2 separate regions of the Drosophila melanogaster genome follow, and region 2 is linked to region 1. The links are chromatin contacts, called in public targeted proximity ligation maps. All regions are on one chromosome and are shown on one strand. The core of a region is the stretch at or near the end of the contact, and the rest is flanking DNA. Distances in the headings are between cores, read along the strand shown.

Region 1 (6,024 bases), core at 2,115-4,614:
ACCCCAAGGTTTCCGCGCTCGACTTAAGGCGACATCGTGGAAAATAAACCTTGGGAGTGAGTGTGTGCTCCGAATAGCCTAATCGCAGTTGTCCAAATAACCTGAAGAAGGTAAAAAAGTATACGGGGTTACGTGCGATAAGGTCGGCAAACAAAATACTTATCGTTAAATCAATATGCCTAACCAAAATACTTTTCATTTCAGTTTGGATTGAAGCGGTGCAGCTGACATAAGAACGCGATAAATCCAGCGCAGGACGACCGATAAGCGAAGAAGCCAGCCGACTGGCGACTACAAGTGATATCTGAAACTATATCTGCGATATAGATTGAAGTCGCATCCGGAGGAACCGGAGCGAGCATGTCGCACGGTGGAGCCGGTGGCGGTCTGGGAGCTCAAACTGTTGGAGCCGGCCAACTTGGAGGCGGTGCAGCGGCAGCTGGCGGTGGAGAATACCGCGAACTCCACTGGACGGTCTCAAGCGTAATGGACTCGTCTCGGGTCTCTACCTGCCTCATATCGATGCTGCTGATAGTCTACGGCAGCTTTCGCTCCTTAAACATCGAGCAGGAGGCCCGCGAGCGGGAGCAGAAGAAGCGAAATGAATCGATGACCAATCTTCTTACCGGCGAGCCCGTCGAGAAGGAACCAAGTATGTGTGAAATGGATCTAAAAGCATAAGGAATGTTTTATAAGTTTCAGATCTGTATTTCACAGCGGATAAATTCGCCACTCTGGACACGATGCATGCCCTCTGTTTGCCCCTCGGAGCTTCCATCTCACTGCTCATCATGTTCTTCTTCTTCGACTCGATGCAGCTGCTCTTCGCCGTCTGCACAGCGAGTAAGTGTGGTTAAATTATATATATTTCTACCCGTTTATCTGCTTATGGTTTCCTTCAAAAATATTTAATAAAAGGGATCCACACAATGCAGTAACGCAGTCACAAGCTACTCTTCGAATCACATTCAAGCTTTTTAATTATAAATTTATGCGCTGATAAACTCATACTTCTTTTAATTTTCAACTCGAAAGCGATAAAAGCCATCAGAACCATTCAGCTTGCATACTTATTCAAAACATGACGAATTTTTTGCTTTATTCAATAATTTGAAATCTCTCTCCACAGTTATAGCCACCGTGGCGCTGGCCTTTCTGCTGCTGCCCATGTGCCAGTACATCATCAGGCCATGCACAGATGGAAAGCGATTCTCCTTCGGATTCTGCGGTCGCTTCACAGCCGCGGAGCTCTTCAGCTTTACGCTTTCGGTATCGATTGTGTGCATATGGGTGCTCACTGGCCACTGGCTGCTAATGGATGGTAAGAAACGATGTGAAAAAGTACGAAAGAGTTTCCTGTAACAAAGTTTTACCCCTTTTTTTTATAGCAATGGGCATGGGCCTGTGTGTGGCATTCATAGCGTTTGTGCGTCTGCCCAGCTTGAAGGTGTCCACGCTGCTGTTGACCGGCCTGCTCATCTACGACGTCTTCTGGGTATTCCTCTCCTCGTACATCTTCAGCACCAACGTGATGGTCAAGGTGGCGACGCGACCCGCCGATAATCCCGTGGGCATCGTGGCCAGAAAGTTGCATCTGGGTGGCATTGTGCGGGACACACCAAAGCTGAATCTGCCCGGAAAGCTTGTTTTTCCCAGCCTGCACAATACCGGTCACTTCTCTATGCTGGGCCTGGGTGATGTGGTGATGCCGGGCCTGTTGCTGTGCTTCGTCTTGCGGTATGATGCGTACAAGAAGGCGCAGGGCGTCACATCGGATCCCACATTGTCACCACCCAGAGGAGTTGGCTCCCGGTTGACATACTTTCATTGTTCCTTATTGGGGTAAGTTGTTGAATAAATGGAATGTTTGAGTATACGAAAAATTGCTTACTTATAAAAATATATATAAATACTAATTTCCATTACATTGCAGTTATTTCTTGGGCCTGCTAACGGCGACGGTCAGCTCCGAGGTCTTTAAGGCGGCCCAGCCGGCGCTGCTGTATCTAGTGCCCTTTACGTTATTGCCGCTCTTGCTGATGGCGTATCTGAAGGTATACTCCATGCTCGAATAGTTCCGAATTTGGTCGATATCTGTAATGTTTTGTTACTTGTTGCAGGGCGACCTGCGGCGCATGTGGAGCGAGCCGTTTATCGCGCAACAACCATCAAAACAACTGGAAGTCTGAGTGTACTCTATCTAAAAGCAAAGAAAAACAAAAAACCAACAGCATACAATGTGAAGAACACACACACATAAGATCTAATACTAACGTTTGTCTCTTAAATAACGTATTGAGTATGTATTTTTTAACTCAACTTAACTAAGTTTCGTTTTAAGTTAGGTGATCCTCGTTTTCATAGTGAAATAAAAGCAAAAACCGAGTAATTATAGTTTTTAGCCTAAGCGGAAAGGTTTTATATATTCACATATATATATACTTCATACGAGAGTTCATTCAAATTGGCTTTAATGTCTCCAATCATGCAGATAACTAGCGAGTAGAACAAAGGTCAAGCGAAATATTAGTTACTAACTAATAGGCATTACTAATAACTCTGTAAACCATAGCGAAAAGACTAGCAAGAAGACAGTTTGAGATTCGAATTTCAATCATACATCATCCACTCGAAATCTGTTCCGGGCAGTACGTTCTGTAAATACTTAAGTTATGTGTAATAATAACAAACCACCATGCAACAAATAATAGTTAGTAAGCTCGCCTTCATACACATTTAATCGAGATCCGTTTCCGTTTCACACGCTCATTTCCGTCCTTCGATTTTTTCGTTTTGTCACCCAATGTTTCCCACACATCTTCACAACCATAATGATGTTTTGCCAAAATGCATGTGTTCGTTGCAAACAATAAATCAATTAATAATGCTAGACGACAACTGTTGCACTGCGTGTGTTTCACAAAATTAAGTTTCAAGAATTTTAATTATTTACTATTAACGCAGCTAAAAATAAATAAATACTGTATGCATATGGAAACGATAGTTACATATTAATTTTAAGTAAATGCAATTTCGAAACGTATAGAAACAATAAAAATGTGAGATTTAAAACAACATTGCCTATAAGCGTTTTTTACAAAAATTGGAAGCATGTACGCTTTTTGTAATGTAGTAGGTAGATCTTTTTTGAAACCTTACATTTAAATGTTGGCGCCAAAATATTCCTAAGTTTCCCACCATTTTGCTTACCAAAGTTTACAACCTTGCGGTAATCGGGTTTTCTGTGGCGAGCGGTCACAACTTAGCGGGTAAATTCATGTTAGCGAGTACACACCTCCATTTAGCGGGGTTACGTTCCAGAAAGAACATCGATACAACAAATATCGATAGATATATACTATGCATATCGATTTTCGTCCGGCTCTAATTTTCACGGTCGAGGTTTTTTCGTTTTAAATCGCAAAAAACACAAACAAATCAGTGATAAATAATATTGCAACCAGACGGTAGCTCAAGCGGAACTGGCAACCAATGATTACGAATTAACAACAAACAAGTGTATGTGCACTTCAGTTATTGACTAACTCGCCACTTCCTTTTGCTCGCAACAACAAAACAACGCAAAAGAATATTTTGAGCGGATGTGCGTGTGTTTGTGTGTGTGTGCGTGTGAGCGAGATATCATGCACTTTGTGTAGAAAAATAAAAGCATAAAAAAGATGCCGAGCATTTAGATAATACTTAAACCGCAAAGTGAGTTATTTACATGTGTCGAGTGGCAAATTCAATAGTATTTTTGATTATATTATAAGCGTGTTCCACGCGCATATTGCGATGTGACGTAGGCGTGGAAATTCCTGTGGGAAATTTTTCACCACCGCGCCGCTGTGTGGGTGTGTGTGTCTGCCCTCGCATTTGTGTGAGTGGGTGTGTGTGGGCTACGCCGCAAGTTTGTTTTCGTTTACTTTTAATTGCCGAGAAAAAGGATTAATTGTGGCACTGAAAATGCGTGTTACTTAATGTAATGTGCAAACATGCGTAAATATTCATTACATAAATGCAAAATTCTTCAGTGTACATTGTTATGAACAAAAATATGTGCTTAAGTCTGGGCGCTTATCATTATATACATTGCATACCCGTGTTTTAAGAAAATATACCATTTTGCGCCATCAATAAGTCAGGCTGTTAAATAACTCAATAAACAGGCTTGTAAAATCAATATTGTGTTTAAATAGCAAGCAAAGCTAACTTTTTATTGTTTTGTTTTGGTCAGCACTTAATTCTTATCAAGTTTTCTAGAATTAAAGTTGCCAAAATTCCCCCAACTCGTTGAAAACCTTAATCCTGTGAGTCAGAGAATAGAAATAGATCGTTGCACATCGGCCCAATATATAATACATATAACAACTAAACTATAAATGCTTTTGTATTCTTCAAAGCGATCAGCAATGATCGCTGTTTTTGCGAAGTAACTCGACTAAACCGCGATCGCATTGTTTGTCTAACATTTCAGCGCTTTTGAAACGGACTCCAGCTGGGTAACTCGTGTGGCAAACTGAACCGGAACCGGCAGAGGCAGCGGCAGCAGGAGCAGGAGGAGGACCTGGACCAGCGGAACTGGCAACCACCTGGCCAAATGGGTGGCAATAGCACAGGAGCGAATACGAGCGCCTTCAGCGCTGGCGGTTACATTGGGCCCACGTCGGCCAGCAGTCATCACAGCCTGGGAACTTCATCGGCGGCAGCGGCAGCAGCAGCAGGAAGTGACCTGATACCCGCACCAATTGGCACGGGCAACGCCATGGGAGTGTCTTCGTATGCATACGGTGGAACCAGTTGGGAGGAGTTCTGCGAACGACACGCCAGAGTGGCTGCCTCGGATTTCGCCAAGGCGTGCATCACGTACATTAATGGCAATCTGCCGCCGGAGGAGGCGAGGAACATCCAGCATCGCAGCTTTGCTCAGAAATTTGTGGAATCCTTTTCGGCGCACTACGACACGGAGTTCTTCAAGCGGAGGAGCACTCTTAAATCAGGTGCGGGCTCGCTGGACTTCGAGGAGGAGCACGAGGTGCCAAAACTGCTCTCAAAGTCTCTATTAAGACGACTATCATTCAAAGGACTGCGCAAGGGCAAGGTGAGTTGATGCTCTTCTCAAATCCTCTCGAAATCATTGAATAGATTGATTTTTGATTATTTCGAGGCCACACTTGATGCTTATACTTTTTTTTTAGACATGATTGTTGTTTTCTGTCCGATAATACCCATTAAGAAGGTCACGAATCACGAACTAAAAGTATGCAGATAAAAGCATTCACTTTAGCATTCTTTGCATTCTGTCCATAAGTCCGATTAGACCTCACTGAAGTGGTATTATTATCTTCTATTTGATTTGTTGAATACGTCATGATTATCAGAACATGCTGTCAATTATGCAAGTCTTTCTTTCAATTTTGCAGATCATGAAGTATTTCACATTGATTAAAAAGCTTTTCAGTGCCAGGATGTTTTATAGTCGGAAACTCCGGCTATATTGTCACCACTTGTTTTAACTGTCAAAGATCTCTTTGCTGCAGGCCTTCTTCCACAAGAACTCGGATGACTTGGATGGCAGCGGTGGCAGCGGCAAGCAGAGCAAGACGAAGCTGGCCAAGATCGTTGTGGAGTGCCGGAAGGAGGGCACAGTGAACAACCTGACGCCGGAAAGTCTGGATCAACCGACGGGCTCCCAAAAGTGGGAGAAGTGTCGACTTGTACTGGTCAAGGCCGTGGGTGGCTACATGCTAGAGTTTTACACGCCGCACAAGGCGACTAAGCCGCGCAGTGGAGTCTTTTGTTTCCTCATCTCGGAGGCTCGCGAAACAACGGCACTTGAGATGCCGGACAGGCTGAACACATTCGTCCTCAAGGCAGACAACAACATGGAGTATGTGATTGAGGCGGAGAGCGCGGAGGAGATGCGGAGTTGGCTAGCCACAATACGGTACTGCATGCGAACGCCACCCACTCAGCAGCCAACGATCGAGTCGGATGGTGTTATGGCGTCCGCCATGCAAACAT
Region 2 (6,024 bases), core at 1,645-4,144, 94 kb after region 1:
ATAGACAGCGTTATAAGTGCACCAAGATCGGCCAAAGTACCCTCGGGAAGTGAGGAAGGAGAAGCCGCCTCCGCGAACTCCAATTCGGCCTCGCAGGACGAAGGAGAACCCAGCTTGGCGCAGCTCATCAGTCTGCAGCAGGAGCAGTACCATAAAGGGGAGCTTCAGATCAATAGTTCTCGCTCCCATGCCGAAGATGATATAATCCTGAATGCAGATAGTGCCCCTCTCCTCCCCGAAAAGAGGGAGGCCGTTCAAAAGCAGGACTGCGCAGAATTCGCGGAACAGCTGAGTGCCCAACTGCAGCGGGAACTGGATGACAAAACAAATCGAACTGAGTGCCGGTATCTGGATGGGATCGGAATGGGCGATCTGTCCGAGATCTTGGGTGGCGGTAAGAAGCGCTCTAATGGTGATCTGAGTGCTTTCCGGGATGAGCTCAGGGAACGTCGCTTGATGCTTGCTAACCTCTCCACGCAGCCAAGTCTGCAGCAATCCCCGGTGAGCTCATCGACCTCATCACTATCCTCCCAAACCCGCAGCTTCACCATCCAGGAAGAGGATGGTGAGGAAGAGGAGGAGGAGGAGAACGAGTCCAGCTACTCCCTGGGCGTTTATGAGCACTGCAAGATCTCCAAGTTCAACTACAAGAGGAATCGACACTATCAGCTGAATCCGGAGACAGCCTACCTGCTGCAGGACGATGGGGATAGTGATGTGCGCGAGGATGAAGACGATGTCATACCAGAGGAGGAGGAGCAGGAGGAACAGGATGAGGATGCAGAGGCAGAGGCTCTGGAGGCCCGAGGCGGTGATCAGTTGGGCGAAGGCATGTCGGACTATGGCCAGCGCAGGCGCAACATGGCTGCCCTGAAGGTCCAACCACCGACGACCCAGCAGCAGCAGCAGCAACCTCAGAAGGAGCCAAACCAGGCACCGAATCTCCAGCAGCGTCCCTCCAACGATTCCCTGGAGCACTCGAACAGCTCCACCAACTCCCTGGACAGCCCCTCCCAGGGCGGAGCCAGCACACACCACCGCTACTACCATGTGTTCCGCGAGGGCGAGCTGGACGCACTGATCAACCACCATGTGGCCAGCCTGCACATCGTTAGCTCCTACTACGAGCGGGCCAGCTGGTGTGTGGTGGCCGAGAAGGTTCAGGTGTGGACCATCTAAGCACCCAACTCTCAAACGGGGATTCGAAACGAAACTTAAGTTTATTTGCTATTACTGGGACCGAAGCATGTATACCAAATATTTAAAGGATATACGTTAAATTACTTTGAATTACATTTTTTTATACGCATCTAATACATTTTAAGTTGCTCTACAAAAACACTTGAATATCTTTTTAGGACATTCAAAATCCAAGCAGCTTTTTTGATTTTTTCAAGGCGTACCCGTTTACCCGTTTGAATCCCTGATCTAAAACAAATGCCCATTTCCTAGCTGTAGTCTCTGATCTGATGCCCCCAAAGGAATTGTTAAATTTAGTCTATTACTCTAGTCGGCTGGCGGTGCGGGGCGGGGAAGGCCCGTCCTGCTATCCAGCACTAATTTATTGTTAGCAGGCCTGCTCAAGGACGCGAACGCAGGATTGCACTGCATTGAAATCCAATTTCAAAGGAAAACTTAGCTGTAAGAACGAAACCAATCGAATCGAATGCGATAACGAAACAACGCAAGCTAAATACAAATCTTACTAGTTATACGAGCATATTCTATTTACAACGATCATCTGTTTGTATCTTGCGCTATCTGCAGACTAAGTTTCAAGCACTTTATGCTATAATTTCGAAGCGAATAATCATCAAACGTCCATTGCAGCCAACATATACCACTTATACAAGAGAAAATCAAGATACCAGTTAAGCAGCTAGAACAAAGTAATATAGCAACTATGTACGTGCATGTATACACTCCTTAAAACTGCAAAGTTAATAGAACCCTCTAAAAATATCAATAACTGCATTTAAATCTATGAGAAAACCGTACATATATCGAATGCAAAGTAAAATCAAAAATATATACACAAAACAGTTTAAGAAACTCTTTCCGCAAGCTCACAATTTTCCACATATATAAATTTTTCACCTTTTTAAAGCACTTTTTTATTTACTTTAATTGATTGGATAAAGTACCCAACTCACTTCCCAAAAACGGCCAATAAGACGATTGTAACATAAGCCTATGCCTAAACTCAAATTTTTGTCAGCTTAAGAAGGGTTATTTGAAAAATAACGCAAACATTTTCAATAAAACCAAATATATACATATATATACCTATATGCGACTGTACATGTGTTTTTTAGCTAGCTAAACTAACTTTATACCGTAAAATAATAGAACAATTGAATAAATATTAACTAACGTTGGACGCAACACTAAATTACAACAGATAGAACTCGATTTGAACCTATTACTGCTCGAAATGCTGAAACATTATAAACATTAAGTATTGCTGGAAAATATGTATAATTTGCACAGAGCCAAACAGGCACACTCAAACGGAATTAACTCAAAACCCAAGCTACAAAACCATCTGAAATATTTAATATTGATAATTTGTAATGCATTAACAACAACATTAAATAAACTAATAATACTTACTGAACTGAATCTGTTTTAAAAATCATTTATATTTCTAATTGGAACACTTAGACCATATAAAATAATAGCATCAAATGAGATAGAACGAAATGAAGGCCAAATATTTTTGGAATTTTTAAACGCTCCTGTGAGCGCGCGCATTTACTTGTGGCTTATGGTCACCCTAATGAATTCAGTACTAGTTGGTCTGATGCCATCACTATTTGAAAATAAGCGATATATCGATAGGATGTAATTGTTATCACTTATAAAAGCGTTTCGGTATTGTGAAAGAAATGGAAGGCGGTACACACACAATATAAACATCCAAATAACAGCCTGTAAGCCCTTAGAAAATTCCCATAAAAAAAGAAACAGTGCCCGTTTTGTAAAGCCAAACCATCCAAATTGTTGGAAGAGAAGGAAGTGAACGTCTCAGGAACTGAAAAAAACACCAAGGATAACGAACAAAGATGCCACTCAACCAATTGCCACTCCCCAAGCTCAACGAAAAGCTGCCCTATTTAGTTGCTGAAATGCAGTAAAAAACGCATAAACAACTGTTAAAACACCACAACAAGATGACCCAGAAGCCAGGCGAGTGGGCTAGCGCCCTTTTGGCACGTTTCGAGGATCAGGCAAGTGTTTTCCAATCGCTTTTCCGCAGTTGCGTTTTCGCAAGCGAAAAAATGTACCTGCTGCTCTGCCTCTTCCTCCCCCACACATGCTCACAGCGACCTTGCGAGTGTGCGTGCCTCACCCGCTCTGTCAGTGTGAGCTCTCAATCAAATGCGTGGGAGAGCGAGATAGCAACAATAACAAAAACACCGGTTCCCGCATGAATGAAGTGGAATTGAGCAATCAATGGTTTACTTTTTCAGCTGCCAAACAGAATCGGTGCCTATGGCACGCAGGCCAGGATGAGCCAGGACCAATTGGTGGCCTGTCTGATCCACATATCGCGCTACCGCTTCTCCCTTGTCATATCCGGTCTCACCAAGATGCTGCAGAGGGTCAATGAGGCGGTAAGTACTCCATTCTCTATTGTTAACCCTTAAACTATGTTGCCTTATTTTATGGGGCTAGGATACGATTAAATTACTTAAACAAAAATTTCATTGCAGGCCCTTCAAAATCGCCATGAGCCAGAGCGTTGCTACTTTGAGTCGCTGGTCATCATACTGACCACTCTGGAACGCTGTCTGACCAACCAGACCAAGGACACAGCACGTTTTGAAGAGGCCATGAATGTGAAGCTTCTGCTGCGCGAGATCTCCCAGTTTGTCGACGTCCAGAGCGACAGCAATCCGAATGCCGCCCAGCTCAAGGCCCTGGCATCCAAGGTGCTCTTTGCCTTGTCCCAGAATCACTTCTCGGCGGTGTTCAATCGCATATCGGCCAGGATTCAAGAGCTGACATCCTGTTCCGAGGAAAACCCGGACTACAACGACATAGAATTAATTCAACACATCGATATGGATATGATAAAGCTAACCAAGCTGCTACAAGGTAAACTAACTTTTTTAATATTTCGGAAAGGTTAAACAACGTTTTACGTTTCCAGAAACCATCACAAAGTTTCGATCGAAGCGTGCTCCACCTTTGATCTTGCTTTACTCGCTGGAGAAGGCTATTTGGAACTGGATCGAGTACCATCCACAAGAGTTCCAGGACTTGCAACGAGGAACCAATCGAGATATATCAACGTAAGAGGAATTACAAGCGTTTTTAAAGTCACATTAATTGATCCTGTTTCGTTTAGCTGCTGGGAACCCCTGATGGACTTTGTAGAGTACTTTAAAACCGAAAACAAGAAAAGCAAGACTCTTGTTTGGCCGCTTCAAATGCTCTTGCTGATATTGAATCCCTCTTGCCTTGAGGCTGTTGTTAACGAACTTCAGCAGTCGGAGAAAGAGAAGGAAAAGGACAAGGAAAAGGTTGCCTCGAAGTCAGCGCAATCCACGTCCCGGGACAAGGACTTCTCGGCCAAGCAGTTCATCGAGAGTATCAAGAGAGGCTTGGGCCAGCACTCACCATCCAAACAGGTGACCGAATCTGCGGCAATTGCCTGTGTAAAGCTGTGCAAAGCATCCACCTACATCAACAACACCGACTCCAATAATGTGGTCTTCAAGTTGGTGCAATTCTTTATCAACGATCTCAAGGCACTGCTCTTTAATCCAGCAAAGCCCTTTTCGCGCGGTCAGGGGTACAACTTCGCTGATATCGAGCTGATGATTGACTGCTGGGTGTCTTGTTTCCGGATTAATCCTCACAACATCGAGGCTCTAAAGGTTTGCCTGAATTTGTCCTCGCCGCAGGCTTACCATTTTGTAATTGTGTGCTCTCTGCTAAGGTAATTTACTTGGGTAGCTATATAAAACTCTTGACTTTTACATGTATACTTTCCATTATAGGTTGGCTCACATATACGTTGACTTCCGTTTGCAGAACAAGAACCCCTTTCGAATAGTAAACCAACCGAGATTGTCTTGGTGGCCGCAAACGGATGTGGTTCACTACCGTTCTGCTGAGCTACGAGCTTTGTTTACGGATACGCTCAACAAGGCCACCCAGGGTTATATAGCCCATACGCCACTGCGCTACATAACCTCCCTGACGCTCAAATCTAAAGATACCCAGAAAGGTTTAACCCGCGCTGAAGAGGGTCCCGCCCACAAAATGCTATTACTGCTACTCGTACGGCTAATTCATGCAGATCCCACGCTTTTGTTGAATGTGAGTTATTTGATAATTTGATCGATAATAGTCTCATATTTAACAATTGTTTTGTAATATAGACCCAAGGAAAAGTGGCACATGAAGTGCAGAGCTCCACATTGGAGCTCATCAACGGCTTAGTTAGTTTGGTGCATCAAACTACCATGCCCGATGTGGCACAAGAGGCTATGGAGGCGCTGCTTGCTCTGCACGCCCCGGAGAAAATAGAGGTTTGGAATCCAGAGGCTCCGATCAATACGTTCTGGGACGTTAGCTCCCAAGTACTGTTTTCAATCTCGCAAAAGCTCATTCAACACCAAATTGCCAATTACACTGATGTCTTAAAGTGGCTACGCGAGATCCTCATCTGTCGGAATACTTTTCTTCAGCGACACAAGGATTATGCACATGTGGGAAGTCAGATTGCCATTTGCAAGCAGGCTCACATTAAGATGGAAGTTGTTTTCTTCATGTACCTGTGGAGTGTTGATTTAGATGCGGTGCTGACATCGCTATCGTGTTTTGGACTACTATGCGAGGAGGCTGAGATTTGCTGCAGTTCTGATGAATTGACAGTCGGATTTATTATGCCGAATTACCACATTTACCAGGAGCTGGCTCAGTTGTCCACATGTGAGTTTGGTAAATTCATCATACATATTTTTATTAATAATAATTTCGTTTTAGCTGCAACGGACTCTCGCATTTGCT

What was found.
Region 2: a contact with region 1 is called in a targeted proximity ligation map of the Kc167 cell line, with 4 times the contacts expected there. A contact is called at or near these places in 44 of 107 Hi-C or Micro-C datasets (the Clone 8 cell line, the D17-c3 cell line, the Kc167 cell line and 13 more) and 4 of 7 datasets of targeted methods (the Kc167 cell line and the S2 cell line).

The regions. Positions count from the first base shown.
Region 1 is chr3R:25,885,178-25,891,201 of dm6, forward strand. It overlaps Lnk (Lnk,), which reads left to right and starts at 3,365. Exons shown (of 4, transcript NM_170247.2): 1 at 3,365-3,888; 2 at 4,478-5,101; 3 at 5,541-6,024. The coding sequence starts at 4,601. It overlaps SppL (Signal peptide peptidase-like), which reads left to right. Exons shown (of 7, transcript NM_143180.2): 2 at 205-652; 3 at 718-843; 4 at 1,130-1,321; 5 at 1,389-1,842; 6 at 1,934-2,054; 7 at 2,121-3,053. The coding sequence starts at 361. The coding sequence ends at 2,189.
Region 2 is chr3R:25,980,119-25,986,142 of dm6, forward strand. Nf1 (Neurofibromin 1) reads left to right here and starts at 2,895. Exons shown (of 17, transcript NM_001276050.1): 1 at 2,895-3,230; 2 at 3,474-3,617; 3 at 3,717-4,101; 4 at 4,157-4,298; 5 at 4,355-4,948; 6 at 5,010-5,331; 7 at 5,394-5,946; 8 at 6,001-6,024. The coding sequence starts at 3,174. It overlaps fid (fire dancer), which reads left to right. Exons shown (of 5, transcript NM_143196.3): 5 at 1-2,618. The coding sequence ends at 1,179.